2 separate regions of the Astyanax mexicanus genome follow, and region 2 is linked to region 1. A link is a contact called in public Hi-C data. All regions are on one chromosome and are shown on one strand. The core of a region is the stretch at or near the end of the contact, and the rest is flanking DNA. Distances in the headings are between cores, read along the strand shown.

What was found. A called contact is a pair of places that touch in the nucleus more often than the background predicts.
Region 2: a Hi-C map of muscle shows a contact between it and region 1, with 5 times the contacts expected there. The contact joins the promoter of canx here to the promoter of sqstm1 in region 1. A contact is called at or near these places in 2 of 3 Hi-C or Micro-C datasets (both in muscle).

What each region holds. Positions count from the first base shown.
Region 1 is chr10:17,975,522-17,982,514 of AstMex3_surface, forward strand. sqstm1 (sequestosome 1) reads right to left here and starts at 5,665. Exons shown (of 7, transcript XM_049484198.1): 1 at 5,339-5,665; 2 at 3,246-3,341; 3 at 2,619-3,025; 4 at 2,335-2,512; 5 at 1,388-1,572; 6 at 1,050-1,251; 7 at 1-528. The coding sequence starts at 5,507. The coding sequence ends at 368.
Region 2 is chr10:18,206,874-18,213,453 of AstMex3_surface, forward strand. canx (calnexin) reads left to right here and starts at 1,402. Exons shown (of 15, transcript XM_015603429.3): 1 at 1,402-1,479. The coding sequence starts at 1,468.

The sequences.
Region 1 (6,993 bases), core at 4,415-6,914:
TGTTTTAGACATTTGTGTTTTCATCTTACCAATTCAGGAAATAAGACTAAAACATTTCTGTGTTATGTTTGTATAAAATTATAGCCAATTTATGAAACATTCTTATTCATGGCATTCTCTGTTTTGTTGTTAGTAGTTATTAAATGTTTCAGTGCCATGCTGTATCTCTTTACAGAAAAATATTGACAATAAAATGTTAGAAATCAATTTTCTTCAAAATGCCTGAGTAATTTCTATTGTCAACATTATAAAAGGAATCAGTTATGTAGGAAAGGCAGAGTTGGTAGAGATTGCAATAGTGCTAGCATGGGGTCTTCAAAATGATTCAGTTACTATAACCCCTATTTTACGGAGCTGTTGCTGCCCTTCATTTTCGTGGACCAGGTGGTTTGGAGTACTGGATGGTATCCAGGGCTGAACCAATGTCGTAGTTCTTAGTGTGGAGCAGCCTGGTCAGCCAGCCACCTTCGTCTGTGAAGCCCATGGATAGCATCTGGGACAGGGACTCCACCAGCCGAGGGTCTGCATCTAAAAGGGAAGAGTAGAGGGCAGAGTAGACTGTGGGTAAGGTTTGAAATGTGATGCTGGGTTCGATTTTCAATCAAAAGCATCATAGATACACTGTTTACACCGGGCCAGTTCATGCACCTGGAATGTGGTTACTGATGAGATTTCAACCCTATGCATTTAACACTTGGTTTTCAAATGTGTTGGTCAGACTGAAATCTGATTGATGAGATTGTTGGGAATTTGCAAATCTTGAAGTTACTAAATTACTACTAAATTAGACCGGGCTACTACTAAATTAGTAGCCCGGTCTAAATTAGTAGTAGTAACTAAATTACTACTAAATTAGACCAGGCTGCAGTTTGTAAGTCGAATGCGTGGTGGTGCATGTGTGTGCACTTCTACAATTTAGCTTAAATCCACCTTATGAAGTGTTTGTGTAATCCGATCTGTATTTAGAGTGTTTATCTAATCCGTGCCAAAACATTCTGTACTAGAACTACATGTAACTTTTAGTGCCTAATCAGCTTTTTGTACCATACCTTGGGGCAGGTGTGGGTAGAGGGCAGCTTCACGCAGACCAGTGGGACCTTGGTTAGTGGTGGAGTTGGTGCTGAGAGGGGCAGGGGGATCCTCCACCACTCCCTGGCTATCCACCTCCATTCTGAGTGATTGCAGCTCTCCTGTAGATGGATCAACTTCCTTTGAGCTCAGATGAGTCCATTCCTCATCATTACTCTGCTCCTGTGAAAGCAACAGAATAGAGATTATTCCATTATTAGTAACAGTTATCTAAACAATGCAAACATTTATGCCATCTATTAATTCATCTATCCATCTTCACACACTGGCAAACTGTGTACATGTTACGTTTATTTACCTTCCCCCCCTCAGTGGTGCTGCCTGTGCTAAAAGAACTCATCGGACCCCCATCTGCACCCCTGGAAAGGAGACCTCCTGAACCACCATCACTTCGGCCACTTGAAGGACCGCTTGTAGCAGGAGGAGTCGGTGTCACTTTGGCCCTTCTCCCATCATGTTCCACATCAATGTCCACATCTATACCTGTGGAGACATGAGTTTATTTGTTAAACAAATGTACAGGTGACCCACTGGGCTCTGAGGTTTATCCTATTAGAATAAGTTCGCTTTAGAAGACACAATATATGCAGAGACAGTATGGTTAATTGAGCACCTACCAAGGGGACTTAGCATAGCAGCTACACCCTCGCCAATGTTCTTAAGGTACTCCATGTTGGCCTGGGCAGAGTTAGGAGCTCCTATATATGAAAAGAAGTGGTTAAAGGAGGAGTTAATAAAAGATCAATCTAGGGCTGCGCAATATATATTTTCAGCATCATCAGTGCAATGAAAGCAAGTGCAATATTTACATCACATGACCTGCAATATATTTAAGGCAAATTAAATGAACTGTTACAACATTTTTGCTACTTAATACAAAAATAAATCCATACTCTTCTTACTATCTATGATAAATCTACCAGAAACAGATTGTCTCTGCCCAGTCTGCAGTCTTTTGATACAGAGTGCATTATTAATATCCTGACATGTTGGATTATGTACCTCTGCTGATAATTCCTGTATTTTAGTAATAAAATAAAACAACTGGAATGATAATTTCCAAACTTGTGCAGCCCTAGAACCGTGACAGACCTGACCTAGCTTCTTATTGTAAGTGGATCAGTTATTCCGGGTAAAGCTCACCAGTCAGATAATGAAATACATTGGGATAAGTCTTGAGAGAGAGCTCACATTTTCAACAAGTTTAGTTGTTGAAAAGGTGCTTTTTGTCTAACATTAACTTACCATTTTGGGCCTGGTCATCCTGCATGTTTTCCTCCTGGGAGCTGGGCTGAGTTCCAGATGGACCTGGTTGAGGCTGGTTTTGGTTCTGGTTTTGAGCCTGGGCCTGGGCCTGGGCCTGAGCACCAGCCCACATGCAGTGCCTCATCTTGCGCCAAAACTTCCCACCACGTGGGAACCACTGAGTGAGAAAAAGGAGTTGTTGAGTTTTTAATAAACAGATAAGTAGAGGGAAAAAACAACCAACCAACTGCCAATAAAAAGTATCTCCTTAAATGTAAGGTTACCTCAAACATGTTGGCCATGGGATGGAAAATGGGCAGGAGAGGATGTTCCTTGTGGAGGCCCTTGGCCTGGCAGGTGGAGCAAAGGTCATAATCTGGGCACAAAGTGCACTTGAAGCGAGTTCCAGCCACTTGGCCCTCACATCCATCACAGGTCACACCAGGGTGAATCATGGGGGGAGCTTGGTGTGGAGGTGGGCCCATATGTGGAGGTGGTCCATTTGGAGGTGGTCCATGGGGCCCACCATGATGTCCTCCGTGATGTCCTCCATGATGTCCCCCATGATGTTCGCCATGATGTCCACCATGATGGTGCCCAGGTGGCCCCATGTGATGTGGTCCTGGAGGATGGCCAAAGGAAAACCCTGGAAACCCATGTGGAGAGAAGTCACGCTTGTGCTCCTTTTTTTCTGAAAAAACAAAAAAACAAAAAAAAAAACAGGTTATTATTAAGAAGGTTATTAACTGTGAAAAAAGGATTAAAACTGGTTTTATGCTTTAGGTTTTAGGTCTGATCAGATGATATCAAGCATTTCCACAGATTCTCACACTGAATGTTTGCCAAAATGTTCTTAATAAAATCTTTATGTAAGATTCACAAACAACCGTTTGCATTCTTATGCAACTTACCCTTAATGAAGAGACGGAAGGTGTCTTCCTTCACCAGAGTCAATCCCATCATGAGCTCATCATCAGTGGAGAAGGCAATCATGTCACCATCCTCATCTGAAGGACAAGAGAAAAGCGGAAATGAGTTTCTAATATTTTTCTAATTATTAAACAAACTTTAATATTACCTGAATAAATATAAAACTTAAATTATAATTTTATTTATTAAAGGAAAAAACTATTCAAACCATTTTAGCCTTTCGTGATTTTTTTTTTACCCCTAAGCCTAATAACTTTGTTGCACTACCCTTGGCGGTAACAACTGCAATCAAGCTTTACTGATAACTTGCAATGAGTCTTTCACATCTCTGTGTAAAAGACTGAATTAAATTAAATTATTTTAATTCAGCCTCATTGGAGGGTTTTCGAGCATGAACAGCCTGTATAATATCATGCCACAGCATCTTAATCAGATATTGACTAGACCACTCCAAAACCTTCATTTTGTTTTGTTTTTTTTAGAGACTTTCAGGGGTGGACTTGTTTGTGTGCTTCAGGTTATTGTCCTGCTGCAGAACCAAGGTACGCCTGAGCTTGAGGTCATGAACAGTTGGCTGTACATTCTCATTCAGGACTGTCTAGTAAACAACAGAATTCCTGGTTCCATCTGTTACAGCAAGTTTTCCGGGTTCTGAAGGAGCAAAGCAGCCCCAGACCATCATACTACCACCACCATGTTTTACATTCAGGATGATGTTTTTTACTAAAATTATGTGTTAGTTTTACGCCATTTGTAGAGGGATACAAACCTTCCAAAAAGTTCCACTTTTGTCTCATCAGTGCAAAGAACATTTGTCCAAAGTCTCCAAGATGTTTTTTGAAAAATGTGAGACGGGCTGTTCTTTTTGGTCAGCAGTGTATTTTGCCTTGGAACTCTTCCATGGGTACAACTTTCGACCAGTCTCTTTCTCATTATTATATCATTAATACTGATCTAATTGAGGGAAGTGAGACCTGCACTTCTTTATATGTTGTTTTAGGTTATTTTGTGACCTCCTGGATGAGTTGTCCATGCCATTTTGCAATAATTTCGGTCTGCCGGCCACTCCTGGGAAGGTTCAGTGTTCTTAATTCTACAGGTCTGGCAATAATCACGCCTGGTTGTGGATAGTGAAATTGAACTCAGCTTTCCAAAGTGTGATTAATCAGTTAATTTATGGGGGACAAACACTTTTTTTTACAAAGGGCTAGATTGGTTTGGATAGTTTGTTTGATATAAAAATTTGATCATCTGAAAAATGTAAGTATGACAAAAATTCAAAAGAAATCTGTAAGAGGGCAAATACTGCCACTGTACATATATGTATAAATGTATGTATGTATATATATATCATGAAAATATGCTGAAATGCTGTAAAACATCTCATTTAGAGATTTAAACACAAAACTCTGTTTGAGCTTAATTAGGTGTATTTCCATTACAAGGGTGGAGTCGACACACAACCAGAAACAATGAAGGAAAACAAGTCTGAGCAGCTGAACCTGTGTTGATATAATATGCTGATGAACATGAACATGAACTAGCTAACCTAGCTTACTGTCTGTTTCTTTATACTGAAGTTAGAATATTAGCTATCTAAAAACCTTAAAACACATTATAATTATACTGTAAACTTAATTATAGCTTACTGTCATTACATATATACTATATATATATATATATATATATATATATATATATATATATATATATATATACACATACAGCAGGGGGCACTTCAGTTATATATATACACAAAATAAACTTGTTTAAGGTATAGTTTTATAACCAGACCAAAGTCATAATGTCATAGTGTAATAGTGAAAAGAGGCTATAGCTCAGATTTAACCAGATTACACGATGCCCATTAGCTAACCTCGCTAAGTAACTAAGAATTAGTTACAGTGTAATAAGGTGGTATTAAGGCCTCGGTTGGCCGGTTAATAAATAACCCATTCAGGTTAAAGTCCCATTAAACCAAACACTGGAGGAAGGAGCCCAGCCTGTGTAACCCCACACTATTATAACTTTATCTAGTTAAAGAGATTATTTCTGTATTAAAGTCCTAACTTACCTTTGTAGTACATTTGGAATGTGGCATTCCGGAGGTTGGTAAAAACATCCACCACTTTGCGGCTCAGGTACTCGAAACTTGTCGACACGTCCTGGTCGACGGCGAAGCGCCGAATCTCCCTGTGGCTGTCCTCCTTCCCCAGGAGGTAAGCTTTGACGGTCATCGACATTTTCGCGTCTTTTTCTCCCGCGACACAAACTGCTGCGGATCAAGAAGTCGGGCTGTGGGGTTTGTTGCGCAGCAGAAATTCACTTCCCTTTAAATCAGCAGTCAGCTGAGCGTCACGCCTCCTGCAGCCGCGGCTCCTCTCCGATCCTGCCCTCCCGCTCAGCCGCAGCTTTTATACCGCCCAGCCGCCCAATCGGAAACACGGCCTGGGTCCTGGGGGGCGGGGCTAAGTGCTTCTTGACAGGCGGACAAAGCTCACGGCGTGTTATTGTGATCAGAGGCAGTACAACAGCGCGGGGTGGGGGGGGGGGGGGTGGGCGGGGCCAAGCACAGGGGGGATGTTAAAGGCCGAGGAATGACACAGCACTTTCCACCCGGGGATTTCCCCCTGATATCACCACCGAGGACATGTCTCTGTCACTGTGCATACAGCGCCTTTTTAACCTAAAATCAGTTAAACTAAAGTAAAACTAATTTTACTACCAACACTTCAAATTACAAAACCCTGTAATGCTATTTTTACTAGTAGAATCGTTCAGAGTTAAAGATTCATCTATAAAATGTTTGTTAGTAATAATATCAGACCCATTAATTTATAAAACCATTCTAACTAGTCACAGCACAACATATCCTTATAACATAAACTATTTCTTACTAATGTGTCAAAATGGAGAAAATCAGGTACACCATTAGAGGCTCGCTGAGCACCTAAGAAAATGTGGGAACCGTTCTTTGTATATGTGAGGACCTTACAATCCTTTGTTATTCCTGAGTAACTGTTGAATATTTATTGTATGATTGTGTTTTTCTATCTATTATGTTATTTATGTTTCTTTTTTTAGTATTCTTTTTTTCAGCGTACCTTTTTTGTATTTTTCCCTCTATTTTTGCTTAGACTTATTTGATTGGATTGGATTTTGTTCTGCATTATTACATGAAAAAAATAATAAATAAACCTGGAAAAAATATTTCTGACTAGTATAAATGCTAATTCATGTACATTTGATAAGTATAAATATTTATTTAAGAAATGTTTGGTTTTAGATCTCTATAAATACAGTATTTGCACTATAAGGCACACCAGATTACAAGGCGCACTATTGATGAACGTCTGTTTTCTGATCTATTTTCATACATAAGGCGTACCGTTTTATAAGGTGCATTATGCAACACTAGGGAGAAACAGGGGTGTCGCCACGTTTTCCTTCTAATTCTACGGGTCTTGCCGCTGCGGGTGGTGGTGGCGGGGTAGCTAAAGTAAACAGCAAGCCAAACATTTCACATCAATAATTTACAACATGTAACTATATTACATTATGGAAATGTTATACTTGTAATATGACTAATTATTCATCTTTAAATATGATAATATAACTGATATCTACTGATACTAAAGCAGCTTCTAAGGACACCTGATTGTTAGTGTCTGTCTGAATTACAAGGGCAATAGACACAAACTAATTTCATGTTTCATGGGAAACAGTCTT
Region 2 (6,580 bases), core at 152-2,651, 230 kb after region 1:
CCATTCAATTTCAAGCATTAATAAACCATCAACCCCATTGTCACAGCAGTGGTAAAGGTTGGCTAGTCAAACAGTATGTAACTGTGTATGTATCTACAGAGGTGTCAAGTAAGGAAGTACAAATACTTTGTTACCTTACTTAAGTATACATTTCTTGGACTTGAAGTATAAACATATATCATTCCGACTCCCTATTGGTTTATACGTGACATTACATCACGCCCACACTCCAGCAAGAACATAGCAGGCATATGTAGCCTAGTATGAAGACGATCCGTGGCAAAGACTCAAGAAAACTTGAGCAATTTTTAAGTATATACGGTATATGTGGCTGAAACACAGGTAGCCTAGTTCATTACAAAATTTTCAACATTAACATTTTAATATATCTATATAGTCGATATGGCTTTTAGCTTTTTTGGGGGGGAGGTGGGGTAGTGCACTATAGGAAATGGGTCTCTGCTCACCCCCAGCATTGCGAAATACAGCCTTTTTAGCCGATGCTAATGCCAGTGCTAGTGATAGGGGCATAGCATTACCCATGCAAATAAATTATTTTCACACCATTAACAAGCTCAAAATGGCTCCACACTTCATTGGCAGAATTCCGGGGGCCCTGACGTTTAAACTTTAACACCACCGTTAGTGGTGTTAATGTTAATAGTAAAGCCTTGTTTATGGTGGTAAAAGTTATTTCTTTGCATGGACAATGCTATGCCCTAATAAAAACATTTGTACCAATTATCAAGTTTCACTACACCCCAAGTTAATTTCCTTTAATGGCCATTACATTACTTTTACTTTTATAGTAGTTTTGAAACCAGTACTTTCACATTTTTACTTGAGTAAAAAGCTTAAGTTGATACCTCAACATCTACAGAAGTTTTTTAAACCAGGGTATCTATACTTCTACCTGAAAAAGAAATAAAATATTTTTTTACACCTTTGGTTATCTGCACTGCTGCTTTAAGTGTTTTCTAAACAGGAAGATCTAGGATCTAAAAAAATCTAAAAAAAAAAGTGACAGTCAGGATTAGCTGTAGCAGAATTCAGCGTCTGAACACAATAAAAAGTACTACTCAGCTCTTTATAATGTATTTTTTTGATAGCATTTGATAGCTGAAGGTCATTTAGGGAAACGTGTTTCTCTATTAAACTCTATTAAAAAGACTTTCATTCAGAGAGATTCACAGCCCTCCGCGTCTCCTCCCGTCCACTGTCCAATCAGCATGCACTTCCCCGTAGTGGAAACCCAATCAGAGCTGTCCACGAGGTTCAGGTCGGAGGTGGAGCCGCCTTGTGTTAATTGGCGTAAAATGCAGCCAATCGGTATTTGATAATTCCGCGGGGGCGTGTTCAAACGGGACACGTTAGCCAATCAGAGAGGGCGTGAGGGTGGCCCTACAATAACGGCCATCATTCTCCGTAGCCACACGTGATACGCTGTAGTTGCAGGCGGTGTGCTACATGAGAGCAGCGGTAAGTGAAACTCCAGCGCTCAGAATTACAGTGTATAGCTGTAGCTGCGCAGACGCGCTGTTAGCTATTGTGTTTTATTTGCAGCTTCGGGTTCTGTGTGTGTTCTGATTATTAGCTTTAGTGAGCAGATAGCGAGTTTACCGGGGGCGAGTTTGAGGATCTGCGTGGCTCTGAGGCCGGGACGTGGGTGAATCGGTTCATTTGAACTGATTCACTTTAGTCAATTGGTTAAACCGATGCTTGCTCAAATCTGAATCTTTTTTTTTTAGTAAATACGCGGAACGTTTCTAGCTATCCTTAAATGTCAGAATAGTTGTAACTAATAGTTCTTAATTCAGCTTAAAAGAGGTGTAGGTTATTTTATGTATAAATAACTGTTATTCCTATTTGAATGTATTTGTATCGGTTCATAATCGGATTTGTTTGAGAGAATCGGTTTGGTCAGTTCGGAGAGTCGGACTTTCCATCATTACTAGCTAACCTAGGTTAGCGAGCTGGTTAGCTTGCTCTGCTAGCCGTACAACTGTCATGTTAAAATGTGTAAATTACGCGTTTCAAGAGCAAAACTCAGTTTTATAAAAATCATGCAGAGTGAATTCTGTGGAGTCATGAAATGTTTTAAACCTGCGTGTTGTGGTCTGTAATCTCCGTATTAACGTTAATTTGGGGGAGGGCTAACCTAATGTTAACACGTTGAATCAGTTGTAGCTGCAAATAGATTAGTAACATTAGTCATTAAAGCGAGTTTACACCGCGAATAATTGTTTATTTTTACTTGATATTACTCGATATTCGTGGTCTAATTAAACGGCCCCTGTCCCCTGCTCGGAGCTGCGGCTGGACTAACGCTAGCTGAGACACTAGCAGGTTAAAAGTGGGGGTATAACGTTAGACTGGAAACCAGGGGTTAAACCAGCCCAACCGGTGTGGCACAAGTAACCACCGCTAGCTAACGTTAGTCATATTGAGCTGTGTAGCCCAGCTCTCTGTTCAGACATGGAAACTTCCAGATACAGGACTCCAAAAGGGTAAACAGGCTGTGACAGCTGAAGTCGAGTAATATGAGGGTCTTATCTGTGTTAGTTAGTTAATGGTCCATAGCTCTTAAGAGTTTGTCCTCACATGAAGGAGTCGTGACTCAGGACACAGGAAACCAGGACAATGCTGGTCTCTTCTCACTGCTTGTGGGTCGTTACAGAATAACTTCAGTAATAATTGTCAGCTTTTTCTGCTTCCACAACCTCCAAACTGACCAGCACTAACGCACACCCCATACTAGCCCCAATTTAATTAAGGCTTACAGGCTGTGGCGAGAATTATAAAAAATATTTTTGGAAGAAAAAAAAACACTGTGTGGGATTGTTCTCCATCAGAACTTTTTCAGAACTAAATTCAGCAAGCTTACAACAAAAATGTGAAAATATATTTAGAATATAAACAACCAAATATACTTTGTTACAAATTATTGCACATATAGTTCATTTTTTATGCCTCATTGTATTGGACATATACATACCTTGTAACATTTTATATTAAAAATAAAATTAATTAATACATTAAAAATATGGTATTAACCATTCAAGCCATAAAGGGTCCAGATTATGTGGATTTGTACTTATTTACCCAGAATTACAGTGGAGATATCTGGAATTACAGTGTCTATCAGTAAAACGTAATTAGATGTATGTATGTGGAGTTTTATCTAGTTAATCTGTAGAGAGAAATGTAGATAAGAGAGCATGAAATTCCATGTAAATCATTACAGTATAATTAAATTGTAGAATTATGTTGTCGTCTTGGTAAAATTAAATAAAAATGCAGTCAGAATGGCTGGAGAGCTGATGACATTTTTAAGAGTACAATGTTATGTCCATTATCTGAAATGAGTTTTAACAAGAAACACTTTACGAGTTAGTGATACGAGTTAGGATCATTTGTATCATTTTAGGCTAAACTATCTTTCAATACCCCAGACCCCTGCCATGTTTGTTTTTGTGTGTGTGGTGTCATACCACCTGTTAAGACATGTTTGGTGCCTGAAGTCTGTTTATTTAGCTGGTTTTCCACTAGAGCTTCCATGCAAACACAATAGCAGGCTGTGTCACAGACTTTTGCCTACATAGACTTTCATTACTTTTTAAAACTACTTTAACCTCTGAGCATCAGATTTAAAGTGATCCTCTACTTTAATATTAGACGCAAGACACAAGAGAGCACAGAAACAAGGGAAGGACAATCTCCAACAGACATTTTTAGATTCACAACTGTTGATATCTTGCCAAACTAGGTCAGATCAGTGCACTAGCCGTCTTATCATTCATTGCATTACCTATTTTACAGCTTAAGTTGCAGTGGAAATTGCTATCACTTGGAACTCCCTGGCCTCATGTATAGACCATGACCCCACTACCCTCCCCCTTTTCTAAATCTTAGGCCTGGATGGAACCCAGAACAAGCTGGCACAGTGGAGTGTAAAAAGGCTTTAGCTTTAGTCACTGAGTTTACAAAGAAGTTATATTATTTGGATTTTTATTTTACTCACTTCCTTAAACCAGATGCATCATGTGGCCTGACTTACTGAAAGTGAAAATTATAATTAGCATTTAGGTTTTTCTAAGTGAGCGCTTTGATTAGCCACCGTAGGCTGGATAATTGTAATCAATTGCAGAGTTTATTGAGATTAAGGTGGGGTCATGAGCATTTGAGGAACAGCTGGAGTTAATTTGCATGGCTACTGGTTTTGTAGGTTCGGGGTGTCAGGCTGCTAGCAGATTAGACTCCCTTCTGATTGGATTGATGGACACGGCTCAGTTTAATCAGGAAGCTAGATCTCCTCAGTGCTGGTCAGCCTTTCTGTGGGGTCTTGGAAGACAACACAGCAGGAAAAACCTGCACTGTGCTTTTGATTGTGTTGTCAACATTGTTGAATTGGCTCTTGCCCCCACTGTTTGGCGTCTTACTCTTTTGGGACAGGGAGGGTTTAAAGCACAATTATTTATAAATAACTACATGGTCGCTTTAGTCCTGGTGGACTATTTTAAAGGGAGTGGTCCACAAATTTAGACAAGTTTCTTTTTATCATGAATGTAATCAGTCAGCAAAGACATGTTTGGGGTCTAAACAGCCTGATTTGTTTGCACTGAAGATGCAAAGCTAATGCACAACATTTGCCCCAATGTTTGTGGACACTACTTCTAATGAATGCATTCAGCTGCTTTTAGTTTCACCTATTGCTGACACAGATGTGCAAATGTACACACACACAGCTTCTCTAGTCATTGTAGAGAAGTGTTATCAGTAGAATAGGACTCCCTGGACCAAATACTTATAAACCTGTTGGCATGTCTATATGTCTAATTCCAGGTATAGACTAAAAGGGGTATGAGGCACTCCAACTTTGAGCTGGTGGTAATCATACTGACTGAATATTCTGACCTCACTAACACTCTTGTTCCTAAGCAAATCCTCACAGCAGAGAAGAGGACATAAGACAGTTACTCAACAAAAGCAGGACAAACTCATTTTTAATTGCAGTGAGCAGGTGGCTCAGTACTTTTGTTTCTGTGGTGCTAATGTGTTAGTACTGAAATGCAGTAAGCACCAATAGATGGTTGGTGACACAGTGGGTATATTTCATGCTGCTCCAGCAATCATGCTTATATACCTTAAGTCTTAGCAAATGTTATAAAGACCCACATTTGGCACACAAAAGATGACTGTATGCAAACACAGCAGTTGCTGTTTACACATAGCATCACATTGATTGAGGCAGGCACCAGCTGCTGGGGAACTGCCCGTCGTACTTTCTGGATGGGCACACTGCTGCTCCACAGAGCTGCAGGATGTGTCACACTTGGCACTGTGACTGCTAAGTCAGAGCAAGCAGGAGAAACATCAACACCACCACATGAGCTTTTATTACACTATGGTGTTTTATTGCTATTGATTAGTGCAAATGTGCACCAGGCTACTACTTGATAGTGTGTTAAATGCATAATGGGACACCTGTTCATTTAAAGTTTCTTTTGAAATGAAGGCTGTTAAGAAGAAGTTTATCTGGTTTAACTGCCTCTAATGTACAAAAACGGTTTCTACTAGATATTTTTGGAGCATTGCTGTAAGGATCTGATTGCATTCAGTGACAAGAATGTTTGTGAAATCAGGATGTTGGATCATCACGACCTCACTTCAGCCACAACTGTTGTACTCATCCCAAAAACGATAAGATGGAGAAAAATCACTTCAGAGAACACAGTTCCACTGCTTCAACACCTGGCATTAGTAATTTAATGACTAATAAAATAATTATTATAAATAACAGGGTAGCAAGTATTTAAATTGACCATAAAGCCTTCCAATAGTCTTTCAATGTCTTGACCCACATCTATTTAACATGTGAGGTGATATCTTGTTAGAGGTCATACACTGGCCAGCATGCTTCTGACCGGGTCATGTGAGTCAATTAATTGAGGGTAACGATCGTGTCTGACGCATCTGGCTAGAATTGTCCGTGCAAACAGACAAGTGACTCTTTCTGAAATCGCATCCACATTCAATGCAGAAGTTCCACACACGCATTTCCCACAGGCCAGTGCAGCGTTATTTAGCTAGCAAGGGACATGGCAAGATTCAAGGGTCATGACACTGGTTATTTTGTTTTGACATGTCAGGAAATGGCTTTTTAAGACATTTTATCATACCCCCCAGTTGATTAGCTAACTCTCTCTTAAGCCTCAGTACTGTGGGAGTGTGTGGTGGGGGATTCTTTAGTTAAATTCAGGGACAGATGGGCCTCCCTTGGGGGTGGTATATATCATGTCCCCACCCCCCTCCTCTATAATACTCTTTCTTTCTCTTTGACAAATGTACACACACACACACACACACACACACACACACACTAAACTACACTTGTACTGTAGTGCACCCTGTAGAGCTCTTAATCTGAGTAGCTAGCGCTTAAAGCTCCCCAGCTCATTGAGCTTGCTAGCACTTCACAACATGGTGTTAAACCTTTTTTAGTCTAACAGAGTTCCTTCACTCTGAAACCTTTATTTTATGTATTAACAAAGCTTAGGCATTGGTATATCTTGACAACATA